2 separate regions of the Sus scrofa genome follow, and region 2 is linked to region 1. Evidence: chromatin contacts called from public HiChIP or PLAC-seq data. All regions are on one chromosome and are shown on one strand. Each heading gives the region's core, a stretch centred on a gene start, on an enhancer-like site or on the middle of the called end of the contact. The rest is flanking DNA. Distances are from core to core; before and after follow the strand shown.

What was found. HiChIP or PLAC-seq counts read pairs in DNA pulled down with a chosen protein or histone mark.
Region 2: a contact with region 1 is called in an H3K27ac HiChIP or PLAC-seq map of alveolar macrophages. The contact joins two enhancer-like sites. A contact is called at or near these places in 4 of 47 Hi-C or Micro-C datasets (blood, embryonic fibroblasts and skeletal muscle) and 1 of 2 datasets of contacts at active chromatin or transcription factors (alveolar macrophages).

What each region holds. Positions count from the first base shown.
Region 1 is chr13:133,359,426-133,367,066 of Sscrofa11.1, forward strand. The region is part of intron 1 of PAK2 (serine/threonine-protein kinase PAK 2); the gene reads right to left. Among named protein-coding and RNA genes, the nearest start is that of PAK2, 20 kb to the right of the region's middle. Within about 2 kb of position 2,621, at least 7 of the 83 cell types and tissues checked have an H3K27ac peak or open chromatin away from gene starts, as enhancers often do. A contact at or near this core is called in alveolar macrophages, where this site is marked.
Region 2 is chr13:133,460,459-133,468,099 of Sscrofa11.1, forward strand. No RefSeq gene overlaps it. Among named protein-coding and RNA genes, the nearest start is that of NRROS, 32 kb to the right of the region's middle. Within about 2 kb of position 4,308, at least 8 of the 83 cell types and tissues checked have an H3K27ac peak or open chromatin away from gene starts, as enhancers often do. A contact at or near this core is called in alveolar macrophages, where this site is marked.

The DNA of each region.
Region 1 (7,641 bases), core at 1,371-3,870:
AAAAAGACAAAAAAAAAAATAAAAAATAAAATAAAATAAAATAAAATGAATGGAGAAAAGCTGTGTAAAGTAATGTTACAGAAACAGACATCGCCAGAGAATACGCTTTTTTTTTTTTTTTTTTTGGTCTTTTTAGGGCCGCACCCACGGCATGTGGAGGTTCCCAGGCTAGGGGTCTAATTGGAGCTACAGCTGCCGGCCTACACCACAGCCACAGCAACACCAGATCTGAGCCACATCAGCTCATGGCAACGCCGGATCCTTAACCCACTGAGCGAGGCCAGGAATCGAACCTGAAACCTCATGGTTCCTAGTCGGATTTGTTTCTGCTGTGCCACAGGGGAAATCCTCCCTGGGTGTTTTTTAAGGTGCACCTGACCTACAAATTAAAGGATAATCCTCAAACGAAGGTCAACATCCTGCCCCAAACTATGCCTTGCTAGGCTCTGCTAAGTTGTGCTTCCTCTTGCTTTCACCTGAATGGGAAGTTGCTCTTAATGTCGTCCTCAAATTATTTACTTTTAATATATTTTCCTTATGCACACACCACTCTATAAACTCTGCTATCCAATATGGGTGGGCCATACATGGCTATTTAAATGAATTTAATGAAGTAAAATTGTTTCTTCGTCATATCGGCCACATTGGACACCACAGATACAGAACATTTCCATCACTGCAACAAGTTCAGATTGGACAGTTCTAAATCTTTCAAACCGGAGAACTCTGTGTCCTCTCATACACAGACACAAGTTTTGTGTGTGTGTGTTTGTTTTGTTTTGTTTTTTTAGGGAAGGACAACCAGGTTTATTGGGATATTAAGGTCTAAGGACACTGTTTTCCCTTCCTTTTCTTTTTAGGGCTGAACCCACAGCATAGGGAAGTTCCCAGGCTAGGGGTAGAATCAGAGCGGCAGCTGCCCGCCTATGCCACAGCTCATTGCAATGCCGGATCCTTGACCCAATGAGGGAGGCCAGAGATCGGACCCACATCCTCATGGATACTAGTCAGGTTCATTATCACTGAGCTACAAGAGAAACTCCTCTGACAAGTGGTTATCTTTAAGGCAGATATTTCTAAGTCAAATATTGTACCTAAAAGTTTTAAAAACTAAAAGTTTTAATATTTTCTTAATTTTATCAAAAACAGGAAAGCAAACAATTCACTTGTGTACCAACCTTGTTAAAAGGCTGACAAGTCAACATGAACTAGTCTGAATTTAGTGGTACAGGATATTTCTCTGCAAACAGGCCTAACATTCCATGTTCTAATCATTTATGAGCCAGCTGTTGATTAATACACAACTTTGTTTTTTTGTTTTCTTTTTCTTTTTACAGCCCCATCTGCAGCATATGGAAGTTCCCAGGCCAGAGGAACTGCCAATAGGAGCCGCAGATGAGGATAACACAATAACTTTGCTTTGTTTTTCTTTTTATAGCCACACCTGTGGCATATGGAAGTTCTCAAGTTAGGGGTCAAATAGGAGCCGCAGATGAGGCTTATGCCACAACCACAGCAACAACGCATGCTTGCGGCAATGCCTGATCCTTAACCCACTGAGCAAGGGCAGGGATTGAACTTGCATCCTCACAGAGACAACGTGTCAGGTCCTTAACCCGCTGAGCCACAGTGGGAACTCCTCAAGAACTTATTTTCATTCTTTAGAACTACTGTCTAACTTTTAAAGTATAGATGGCAATACCCATGATACAGTATTAGACAGTCTTTCTCGTTCATGAGAATCCCGTAGTCTTTCCTATATAGGGGAGGATTAATCCCCATACCTCAACAAGGGCAAGATTCAGTTTTCAATTTATTTTCTCAGATCAAGTCTCCTAGAACCCTATCCCTCGGAGGGGCATTTATATGGAAATCTTTGAGCAAAGAGGAGAAAAGCACAAGGGACTTCTAAGATAAAACATTCCATCTGTGTGATTACAACACAAAATCTCTTCCTGATGGTTGCTTCGAGAGCACAAAAGTGATGTCTAGTGATTGTCTATTTAACAAGCTTTTGAAAAAAGTTACATAAATAAATCTCATATAAACACCAAAGATAGAAATTTCCTCAAAATGCTAGTTTATATAATTTGTGAGCATGATTTTATCTCAAAGCCATTTTTCTTCCCTATAAACAAAGATACAAAAGCAGCAGCAAGCACCATCACAGAAAGCTTTTCCACCCTACTACATCCACTACCTAGCCATGTTTCATCAATTAACACTGGTTCGCTTTATGGCTAATAGAGCTCAGCACTTTTCCCTTCTTTGTAGACTATAGACAAAGATACTTCTCTATATTTTAATTTTTATAAAATGAACATGTACTGTTTTTCTAATGAGAAAAAGATTAAGTCATGTTCAGTTAAAAAAAACCCACAAAACTTACTCCTGTTACAAGAGCTCTTTCAAATAGCACTTAACTGTCATAACCTGATATGATGTCTACTCCTTCTCTGAGCTCCTGCTGCACTAATACCGTGCCCATGCTGATTACTGATTTATTTAGCGTCTCTTATTTCCACATTCATCTTTTTTGCCTACTGAAAATAGACCTGGTACCTGTAAGTACTTTTCTTTGGTCAGCTGGCACAATGCTAAGCTTAATCAGTAGAGGGCGCAAGAGAGACACTACAGGAGAGACCTTTTGCTTCCTGGTTCTGGTGCCCTTGCTCACAGGCTCTCCTCTAGCACCTAACTTCTACAGGCCAAGATGGACAGCAGCATGCCCAGCAGCCAGCAGCTTCCTCACACTTTCTTTTTGGGAGGTTTTATAGTGGAGTTATCACCTCCTTGTGGACAGCGTTCCCTAGCACCCTAGGGAACAGATGTACAGTACATCCCACCAACACGGCACCACATCAATTTCTCTGCCATTCAGTGATCTACAGCCATGCTCTCTCCAATGAAGTCTGGACCTCTGGCTTCTGGAGCTAAGAGGGCTCTTCCTTAAGCTGCTCCTTATTTCTGTTATTCAATGTTCTTTAGAATCCCTCATTCTTCCATTCTCCTGCTCCAGTCAATTCTTTCCATGTTCAAATTACTGTATGGTTTCTCCAAGGCTTGGACCCAGAGTGATACAGTTATATCCATTAGTTTGAAACTTACCTCCTTGAACTTCAGTCAGCTGATTTCTAACTTCTTTCTATAAGATTATAAACTCCTAGCTGCCAAGGAACACTTGTCTACTTCTCTGCATCCATCTGACCCTGTGTGTGTGGGGGGGGAGTGGAATGGACTGGGAATTTGGGGTTAACAGGTGCAAACTATTGCATCTGGAGTGGATAAGCAATGAGGTCCTGCTGCTGCATAGCACAGGGAACTATATCCAATCACTTGTGATGGAACATAACAGGAGAAAAAGAACGTGTGTGTGTGTGTGTGTGTGTGTGTGTGTGTGTGTGTAACTGGGTCACTTTGCTTTATAGCAGAAATTGACAGAACATTGTAGGTCAACTATAATAAATTTTTTTTAAAATCCGACATTGTGTAACATAACGCTTTTTAACACAAAGGCATCAACAAATGTTGAAAATCAATCACACTTCAAATGATTCATAATCTATACACTCTCATTAGTTTAAGACCACTATAAACATGATCTAATAACCTCCCTTTTTTTTTCAGAATTGTCACCACCAAAGGCATAAAGAATTTGGATAGTATAAAAACATATTCCTCAGTGTTCCTATGAGGTTTCAAAGTCAGGACCAGCCTGTGGACTTAGACCTTCGAGACCTTGTAAGACAGGAGATAATGAACTGCTCATGCTCATAGTCTGTACATGGCTACAGGGTCACAAAGGGGTTGAGCACGAATAATGCCTATTTTTTTTTTATAAATGTGAACAACGAAGTAAAAAAAATATGCTCCGAATGAGGATACGACAGCCAAGTGACAAATTATTCACAAAACAAATCATTAAGCTGGGATTTCAGGGTGACATGGTCCGAGGTGTAAGAGGCTTTATGGTAAGCTTCTACTCTGTGCTTCTGAACACCTAGCAGAAACCCCTTCAAGAACAATGTTATCAAAACTGAGGGTATCTCCAATGAGGAAAACAGGGAAAGGGTCAGAAGGCTACCCTAAATGGCCTCAAACCCAATTTGCTTTATCTTTCACTAAAACTGTACCCTCCAGCTTATCCCAATAAAATGTAACTAGCTTGTATAAAATCTGTTTGATGTGCCTCTTTTCATCAAGCCTCAAAACCAGCACTCTGTGGAATTAATTCAATAGTAAATTAAAACTGGTAGCTATAGCCAGAGTGAGAAAATAAGAGTCAACCAATTGTCTTGAATTCAAACATGGAAAAAAGCTGAACTACTTCTCAAATGCCTTTTAGTAATTTAAAGCACTACCTCTGGAAAAGTGTTACGTGGAGTAACTATTTATTACGAGTACTCAATGAAATATAAAAATTGAGGCTAAGTTTAGAAACTTTTAGAGCAATTTGACAGAATAATTTGCTATTGACTCTAACAATAACCAAGAAGGATTGTATTTTATATCTTGTTTTTCTTCCATTTCCATTCTATGGTACTTTACAAAAGTTATTAGTCCATTACAGAAAGTTTCTAAGAAGCATTGATCTAAAACATTCACTTCTCAATATAAAATGCTTTCCCAAATTATTTGAAGATATACAAATGGCCAATAAGCACCTGAAAAAAAAATCTACATCATTAGTGATCAGAGAAATGCAAATTAAACCACAATGAGATACCATCTCACACCCATTAGGATGGCTATAATCAAAAGACAAGATAGCAAGTGTTAGTAAGGATGTGGAGAAACTGGAATCCTCATATACTGGCAGGATTGCAAAATGGTGCAGTTGCTTTGTAAAAGTCTGGTAGCTTTTCAAAAGGTTAAACATGAAGTTACCACATGACTCAGCAATTCGACTCCTATGTATATACTCAAAAGAAATTAGAGTATGTCCACACAAAAATCTATATACAAAAGTTCACAGAAGCACTATTTACACTAGTCAAAAGTGAAAGAAACCCAAATTTCCATTAACTCCTGAATAAAATGTGGCTTATCCTTAAAAGGGAATATTATTCAGCCATTAAAAGGAATGAAGTACTCATACATGCTACAATATGGATGAACCTTGAAAACCTTGTGCTAAATGAAAAGAAAGCAGTCACAAAGGATCACATATTATATGAATCTGCTTATATGTCCAGAATAGACAAATTTATAGATAGAAAATAGATCAGGAGTTGCCTGTGGTGAGGAAGTATAGTTTGGAGAAAAATGAGTGACTGCTACTGGTTTCAAGATAACTCCTTGCAATAATGCAAATATTCTGCAATTAGACAATAGTGACAGTTTTGCAACATTGTGAATATGATAAAAACAACAACAACAAAACCCACCTAATTGGACATCTTTTAAGGGGTAGGTTTTATCATATATAAATTATCTCTCCCCCCCCCTTTTTTTAAGGGCCACACCTGCAGCATATGGAAGTTCCTAGGCTAGGGGTAAAATCAGAGCTACAGCTGCTGGCCTACACCACAGCCACAGCCACTTGGGATCCAAGCCACCATCTGTGACCTACATCACAGCTTGTGGCAACATTGGATCCTCAACGCACTGAGAGAGGCCAGGGATCTAAAATCCTCATGGATACTAGGTGAGTTCTTAACCCACTGGGCCACAACGGCAACTCCTGTACCTCATTTAATTTAGGGGAAAAGAAAGAAACCACCATGGGGCAGATATAGATGGAGAAAGTAAGAGTACTGAGGGAAAGAGGGAAAGGTGAAGGTGGAGGGGTTGCCTCTGGTGAAGAAGATACCCTAAAGAGTATGTGGCAGTCTAGGGTATTGCAAAGAGAGGAGTCCTAAAAAATGATCAGAAGAACAGACACATCACTGGAATAATCACACAGCCTTTCAACGGGATTACTTTGAAGGTCACAAAACTAAAGTTACATTTTTGCTGTATTCAGGAAAACAATCACTTCCAAAACTTCTCAGCCATGCCTCCTACTTTCTATACTGCTGTTCTTTACATGTGGGGGAGAGAAAAGGTTGGCAGTTCAAAAAAATACACTGCTCTCTGGATTTATTCTGGTAATAAAATTTTTATCCAGTGAAACAGAAAAATGAGAGTAAAAATGTTTGCTTTTCCATTTTTAAGAAATCAGCATCCTTAGAGGAAAAGAATTTTTGAAAATCATTTGCTTCGGGCTTTTGCACCTCTATCATAGTAACCTAATTCTCAAAAGTATGCTTCCCAAAGCAGCTTCCTCGGAGCTCCCGTCGTGGGCAGTGGTTAATGAATCTGACTAAGAACCATGAGGTTGCAGGTTCGTTCCCTGGCCTTGCTCAGTGGGTTAACAATCCGGCATTGCCGTGAGCTATGGTGTAGGTCGCAGAAGTGGCTTGGATCCCACGTTGCTGTGGCTCTGGCGTAGGCTGGCAGCTACAGCTCCGATTAGACCCCTAGCCTGGGAAGCTCCATATGCCGTGGGAGCGGCCCAAGAAATGGCAAAAAAACAAACAAACAAAACCAAAAACCAAAGTAGCTTCCTCCACATCTAAGTCGCTACAGCCTATAACCTAATCGTTGTTATTTACTACCCTCAAATCCACTCAGTCCTTCTTAGTCTTTTTTTTTTTTTTTTTCTTTTTTCTTTTTTTGGTCCACCCACTGCATGCAGAAGTTCCCTGACACGCAGCAGGGACAGTGCCAGATCCTCAACCCACTGAACCACCAAGGAACTCCCCTCCCAATCTATTCTTCATACTACAGGGTAACTTTAATATCTATTAAGTTTTATCACTTCAGTTCCCTACTTAATGCCTTTAAAGTAGGATACTTAAGATGAAGCCAAGAGTGCATGCATGATCAGGCTCCTAATTTTCCAGACATCTCTCTGTAGACGTTCCCTCTATAGACTTTACGTTTTGTCTATTTTTTCAGTTTCTCTAACAGCCATCTCAGGCCTTATCTTCACATATGACCTTTCTAGCAGATATTCTGTTCAGTGACCAATCATCCAGTTTCCCTGGAACTGAGGGAGTTATCCTGGGACTCGAGACTTTCAGTGCTAAATCCAGGAAAGCCCTGGGCAAACTGTGATTGAGTTGGTCACCGTACTTTCTGTCCATCACCTCCACCTGTCAAACACCTACTACAAGCATTGACCTAAAGGTCACTTTCTCAGGAAACATTCTGTGATGGCCCCTTATTCCCATCCCATGTACATTAGTTTACTCTGTCTTAACTGGATTTCCATTTTCAATGTCTACCCTAACGACAATAAATTCCATGGATCCAGTGAGTATTTTATTGACCATTATATTACTAACACCTAGCATTGTCTAGTTCGTACATCTTGGAGATGGGTACTGGATGAACAAATAAATCAATCAGTGAAAGGTGTATCTGTGATGGCATCTAGAAAACTAAGACAATTAAATGCACCGTTTATCCTGACCTTCGCAACTGATAAAACTTATCCAAAAACCTCATCTTTTTTTTTTTTGGTCTTTTGTCTTTTTAGGGCCTCATCCGTGGCATATGGAAGTTCCCAGCTAGGGGTCAAATCAGAGCTACAGCTGCTGGCCTATGCCACCGCCACAGCTCACAGCAACGCTGGACCCTTGACCCACCGAGCGA
Region 2 (7,641 bases), core at 3,058-5,557, 100 kb after region 1:
AATGGATATGAGTTGGCTAAAATCTTTGCAGGCAACAAACAAACAAATCCAGGTAAGTGTTCTCACAAATCCGGAAGCTCACAGTTATAGGCACAATGAGATAAAAGTAGGTAAAAGAATTACGGTAAGCCCACTTCATCACCATCTTCGGGCCATCAGCAAACTAGTCACTTCCAAATTGCTCTGTTTCTTAACTAGGCTGACCCCCTCCATCCTTTATGATTTTAATTATTAATATTTTATTTATAAATACTTGCCTGCTTTATCCAGAGAGCTAAACAGAATGCTCCTTAGAATTATGGAATGTTGGGAGCTCCCTGCGTGGCTCAGTGGTTAACGAACCTGGCTAGTATCCATGCATCCATGAGGACACAGGTTCGATCCCTGGCCTCGCTCAGTGGGTTAAGGATCTGGTGTTGCCATGAGCTGTGGTGTAGATCACAGACGTGGCTCGGATCTGGTGTTGCTGTGGCTATGGCATAGGCCAGAAGCTGTAGCTCTGATTCGAGGCCTAGCCTGGGAACTTCCAAATGCCGCAGGTGTGGCCCTAAAAGGCAAAAAAAAAAAAAAAAAAAAAAAAAAAGAAAGAAAAAGAATTACGGAATGTTGCATTTGTAAGTCACTGAAGAGATTATCTAGTTCAACCTCCTTATTTTTGTAAGTGGAAAGGTGAAGTCCAGGAGAGAAATGCGTGCCTTAAGGGTGCATGTTGAGTTAGAAGTCAAGTCTAACCTCCCAGTTTAAGGCTCTTTGTTACCCCAGTGCTGCTCTTCTACCTTGGGCAATCTCAGAGTAGATTCTACAGCTGACCTAAGACTACCTATCAGAGCTTAGAAACTGAGTGGAGAGACTTATCATCAAATGTTAAGCTAAAACAAACAAACAAACAAACAAACAAAAACCTATGTGGCATAGAGTAGCTTGGGATTGGGAAAAAAACAGATGTCCCATGAAAGACAGAAATTGTTAGCCATTGAGGACTCAAAAGAACGGGACCATTCAGCCGGCAACCCTCCCTCCTTTGACACCAGCCTCCTCGAGAAGCTCCACTCAGTTATATCAAAGGAGGCGATTAAACACTGTTATCCAGCACCAGAGGTTAAGCAAAATCTAGAATTTAATACTGAAACCTGGTAAGACGGGAACCTAGTAGTCTGAGCGAGCAACTCAAACTTAAATTGTCCTCTGAAAATGAACAAACCTCGAGGACATGAAAGTTCAGGCACCAGTTAAATCTTAACAAACAAGCCATGGCAGTCACCATCTTGGTTACCAAGCAACAGATCACAGCTCTCGAAATTATTCGATGATTAGAACAACGAGCAAAATACGAAAATAAATAGTAAGTTCAACATTTTGCAAGGGTATACAGAGATTTACATTTATGCGGCAAAGAAATCAACATTGGAAGGATAATCCCCCCCAAAGAAGTAAAATTTGGCTATGAATTCACAAAAATATATCCAAGAAAAGCACTTAAAAATGAAAGGCAAAGGGGAAGGGGATGAGTGGGTGCAAAGTGGAGAGAGAATCAGGAAGGAAAAAGATGATACATTTAGTGATGACCCAACAGGAATTCCATGCCAGCCACCAGAGGATGAGCTTCTCACATAATTAAGTATCAGCCATATTCTTTCTTTGAAGCCTGGGAAACAAATTGTACCTATTCTCAAGATCTTAAGTGCCAAATAGGGGAGCATACTCAAGTTAACAGCTGTCAAAAAGAAAAAAAAAAAAAATCCAGTTGTTAAAAGAGTTCACCATTGGTCTGAGTAAACTAAAAAGGTAGAACAAAGAGAGATGCTCTGCCTCCTGGGGGAAATGAGGGTGTGAAGTGGGGACCCAAAAAACCCAGAGAGAGCTCAGTAGTTGTAGGAAGCTCTCCCCACCTTGAAAGCCTCAGTAAAATTACCAGTAGCCAAAAATAAACAAAGCACATTTTTGGAAAGATGGTACTTTCATTCTCTTCACAACACAGGATCACATTCCAGGGACTGACTTCAGAAATTTCTTGTTTGTAGACACATTCCTTATGCAAACAGTTCTTTCATCTCAAAATGCAACTGTCTTTACAAATTCATGTATTTGACTTTCTTCCCCTTTTAAATCTTTTTTCCTGAAATTAATTTGCCCTATTGATAACATTTGCAATGAACTATTTCATACTTTTCTACATTTCAAATTTCTACTGTTCTGCTAAGATTTTTTTTATTCCTTTAACATTTACAAAATGGGAATATCTCATTCTTTTTTTTTTTTCTTTTTTCTTTTTTTGAGGGTTGCACCCTTGGCACATGGAAGTTCCCAGGTTTAGGGGTCAAATCAGAGCTGTAGCCATAGTCGCTGGCCACAGCCACAGCAGTGTCAGATCCGAGCTTAGTCTTTGACTTACACTACAACTCACAGCAACACAGGATTCTTTAACCCACTGAGAAAGGCCAAGGATCCAACCCGAATCTTCATGGATACTACTCGGGTTCGTTACCACTGAGCCATGCGGGAACTCAGGTAATATCTCATTCTTTCCCCACTTTTGAACCCTCTTTTGTATGTGTCATTTCTTCATTCATCTATGCTCATACACATATCCAAATGGTTTTAAAGTTCATGTGAAAACTGATACTTAGGTAAAGACCTATGTCTCTTGCCTTATCTTGGGCAATTAGTTTCTCTAGATCCATTAAGTAGACTGATTCTTTTTTTTTTTTTTTTTTTTTTTTTTTGGTCTTTTTGCCTTTCTAGGGCAGCTCCCATGGCGTATGGAGGTTCCCAGGCTAGGGGTCGAATCGGAGCTGTAGCCACAGGCCTACGCCAGAGCCACAGCAACATGGGATCCGAGCCGTGTCTGCAACTTACACCACAGCTCATGGCAACGCCAGATCCTTAACCCACTGAGCAAGGCCAGGGATGGAACCCGCAACCTCATGGTTCCTAGTTGGATTCGTTAACCACTGAGCCACAACAGGAACGCCAAGAAGATAATCTAAATACCATTGGAACTTTTGGTAAAGAAGAGAGAAGTAAGAAAACATCATCTTTAGAAATGCAGCTGGATGTGGCAAAAAAATAAATTAAAAAAGAATGTAGCGTGATGCAAGCAACAAAGATGTCCCTGCCTCTGCCTTTGTCTCCACCTACCAGGCATCAATACTTGCTTGTTTTCCTAACCGTAGGAAGTGGTGTTGAGGATGCAAAGCCGACTTTCCTTTCAAGGGGAACACATATCTTTTTTGAAAATTCAAAAACTGGAGGGGGTTTCCTTTGCTCAATGACGGTTATGATCAAAGTGGAATTTTTGTTGTTATCTTTCTGTCAAAGGAAGGATGTAGTAGGATGTGAAATAGGGGCAACAGAGGGAGATAATGTTGTTGAAGAAGTCTAGCTCAAGAAATTCAGGGTTGGCTTGAAAAGTGTAAGTGTCCTGCAGAATCTCAGTCTGAAAACAGCCTTTCTCACAGATCTCCAAAAAAATATTATCTAAGAGGAGGACATGGGGAAGGTATGTGGCCAAACCAAATTTCAAAAGGGATAAAGTTGGTCTTTTGAAGAACAGAAGAAAAAAGGTGACCACTGAAAAGCAAGGCGAGGGGAGGCTCTTTTAAGGGGTAAGTTGTGTGATGATAAAAATAAATAAATATCAGTATTTATGTTGACTATGGTGCTATAAATAGAAAATATGTAAATATATGGTAACCTGTTGGCACCACCTGTGTGCTTCACCCCAGGGGCCAGGATTTTATTTCGGCTCAATCTCATCAAGCATCTCATAGAGGGCTAAGAGCTCATAGCAGCAAAACAAGGCAGAAGCTGATATTTAAATGATTCTTTCCAACACTGCAAAACTTTGGGGGTAGAGCCTCACAAATAGAAGGATTTGAAGGGCAGTAAGTGGGGGATGAGTCTATTTCTTTGGCAGTATCCCTCTAGACATATTTCCTTATCCTTCCTTTTAAGATCTCCAACTATGCTGTCTATTCCAGTGTCTCTCAGACATGTCCTTCTTCTAGAGAGGGATTATTTTCTGGATCCTGATTGATTTGAGAAGCAGCTGAGGATGGGTCCTCCCAGCCGCCTCTCTGGGAGAAGGTGAGATGGACTTCCTCCTAGAGGCTGGCATCTCTGATCCACCTTGGAGGAGCTTCCCATTCCCCCCACCTTTCCCCTTCTTTATTTCTCACTTGCATTTTGCCACATTGGTAAGACAACAGGAAGCACTGGGCTTCCTCTCCAGAGCATCTGTGAAGGGATGTGCTTACCACATTGATAACAGTAGCCGGAAAAGAAAGAAACACACCCACCCTCCAGAAAGCATGACCCTCCCCCTCACTCCCTGTGCTCTCCCCACACAGCTCCACTTCCCCCTTGGAGCCTCAGAGGTTGTCCTGGGGTTGGACTCTTGCGGCCACTCCAGTGTTAGAGCCAGGTTTATCTCCATTAAAGTTTGGCTTGACTGTGTACCTTCTCCGCGCCTCCTCTCTGATCACCGTTTTTGGAGCTCTGTGGGAAAGACTGTCTTCAAGATGCATTCTGCTAAGGCCACTTCTCCAAAGTGCTTGAGATTCTGCAAGAAACTTCTCCTCTCGGTTTCAGAAACATGTGTGATACTGTTGTCTAGAGTTACTAAATATTAATCATTGCGATACGGACTCAACTGGTATCAGTATTGCTTTGCGTGTTATATGAAAAATGGTTCTTTCATGTTGCCCTTTATAAGCCAAACACCCTTGAAATAAGGAAGTGTTGGGGAGAGAGAATCATTTCCTACAAATTCAGTGTGTCACAGTGATGAGAGTTCAACACAGCTGAAGTTTGGAACCTCGTTGTCCGTGTTTCTCATATGAAGGGTTCTGGAAGGGGAGAGATTGCAGGACTCAGGGCCTGAGGAATAATCACAGGACCAAAAACAGCCAAAAGGCGCTGGGGACAGTCGTTGCACTGCCATGAAGATGGGACGATTAGAACAAGAGCCATGGCTAGGATGTGAGTGAAAGACGCAGCAGCTCTTGGCAGCAGTCACTAAGGACACATTTTAAGGAGCCCTGAGAAGTGTAATTCCATCTGGACTATCCAGGGCCCTGTTTTCAGCCTTTCCTGGGGCTCACCTGGCCCCTGTCTACTATTCCTGGTAACGAAGGCTAAGGCAAAGAACTGCCTGAGCTTCTAGACGTCCTTGAGTGAATGGGTCAGTGTCTCCACAACTCGTATGCCTCTGAGTGAGTACTATGTCTATGGATGTTTTAACCTTTTCTCTCTTTCCAGAGAAAAGACATCTATAAAAGTTGGGTCCTGCATTTGAAAAACTTGGTCAGCCCAGAAACAGTCTCCTCCCCAGGCAGAGGGTCATCTTCCTGGTCAGTGCCCTCACTCACAATGAACCCTTATAATCATGGTGAAAACTGGAATCCTTTCGCATCAGCCTTTTGTCTTTTTGTTTTTGGCTGCACCTGTGACACACGGAAATTCCCAGGCCAGGGATCCAGCCAAGCTACAGCTGTGGCTACGTCAGATCCTTAACCCACGGCACCACAGCGGGAACTCCAGCCTTTTGTCTTGATCTTGATTGTGGAGCAGGAAGATGCTGCCTAGCTGAAGGAGGAAGGAACTGAGGGAGATTCTTCTGTCATAAATTACCTCCAAGCTATTGCCAAACCACACGGCTGCCTTTAGAATAAATAGCCTCAGAAAGATGGGTGACCTTCAGATATTTTGGACTTCCTCATCTATGTACCATATGAACCTTTCCATGTTTGCCATTTGATCAGCAAATGTGTGCTATTCAGTAACCACTAGCTGCCTATAGATTGCCACAGGTTGACAATCTTGGTGGACTTGATAAAGAGGATCAAGTTGCTCAAGTGCTTTCTCTTCTTCGGCCTAATGCTCATGTCTTTTACTGTGACTCTGGTGCTGCTCTCAGCCTAGGGTTTTCCCAAAATAAGTGAAATATTCGATAGAAAGCATTTAGCCCAAAATAAAGCCTTGGTAATTGTTGATGGAGTAGAAGATGAGACTGGTTCGTGAGGAGTATTTTTTCTTTTTCTAGTCTTTATAAGACTTTTCCTTACCCATTGTCTGTTTCCTTTGTCCCATGACTTCACAGCACCCACACTCTTTTAAAGAAGGCCTCCCAGGAGTTCCCGTCACGGCGCAGCGAAAGCGAATCAGACTAGAAGCCATGAGGTTGCGGGTTCAATCCTTGGCCTTGCTCAGTAGGTTAAGGATCTGGCGTGGCCGTGAGCTGTGGTGCAGCTTGCAGACGTGGCTCGGATCCCGTGTTGCTGTGGCTGTGGTGTAGGCCGGCAGCTGTAGCTTTGATTGGACCCCTAGCCTGGGAACCTCCATGTGCCAAGGGTGGGGCCCTAAAAAAGAAAAAAAAAAAAAAAAGCAAAAATAAATAAAGAAAGAAAGAAGGCCTCCCAGGTTGAAATCTTCTCCCTCTCCAATCTGGGCTACATTTGAATACACCACTTGTAATACGATGAGGTATGCCAGCCCCCTCATGTCCAGCCACTTCCTCATGTGCACCCATAATGAATCAGAGGGACAAGCGTCTCTGGGGATTTGCCTTTACGCCTCTGCCTGCATTCTTTGAGATCTGTGGCTCCCTGCTGCAAGTGCCAGAATCCCTCTGCCTCAGTATCACTGCATAAACACCCAACTCACTCAGGGTCCCAGCAGAAGCCAGAGGCGTGAATGTAGGAACTGCATTTGAACAAGGATAACTCTAGCGGGATTTCTAAAGGGACTGTTTCCAAAGGGGTGGGCAGGACAGGGCAAACCACGAGGGAGAGTACAATTACACGGTAGAGGCAGAGCTGTTCCCTGTCCTGGGCCCAGAAAGGAGGAAGCTGTCAAGGAAGGGTCCCTAGAACCCCAAAGCAGAGGTGTGTGTGGGCAGGGTCACCTTGAGAGGAAGGTCACCTTCGGTTGTGAGCAAAGCCAATTGGAGACAAATCCAGAGGGAGGAGTCAGGAGAATGAGCACCCCGAACTCCCTTTCCTCCTTCGCGCTGATGGACCAAGCCTTGTTCTCAGCCAAATACAATCGGAAGCCAGAAGGCAAGGGAGCTCACGGAGGTCAGCCTGCTGGGGTAGGACAGAGAAGGGCAGAGAATGGATTTGGGGGGCAAATGGAAGATATCTGGCACTTTAAATAAATAAAGTGGATCAATGATCAATGATGACCAAAGATGAGAGTGATATGAACCAAGGATTATGGTTTATCCAGTTTCTTGCAACTGGGGCCTTTGAGAAAATCAGTGAACCCCTAATAACTTCTTTTGTGCTTCCAGAAAAAAACTTAGGTTTTTGTTTTGTGACTGGATTTACAAAATCTGAGTGATTGCTATTTACATTAACAGTGGAAATTCTGACATTATTTATCTTGGATTCTGAATAGTCTCCTGTCTGAATATTCTGACTTGTGGCATCGTGGGGTGGCCCCCACCTCCCACTCGGTGAGGAGGAACTGCTTGGTGCTCAATTTGGCTCTTTGGGAGGCCTTAGGCAGACACCATGCTGGTCCCCCAGGGGACTCTGGGAACAGGCTCTGTGGACATCAGGGTACTCTCCCTCTGCAGGCAGAGGTAGGGATGGGCAAAGCAGGACAAATGTACAGAGTTTTCTGGAGAAACCACAGCTC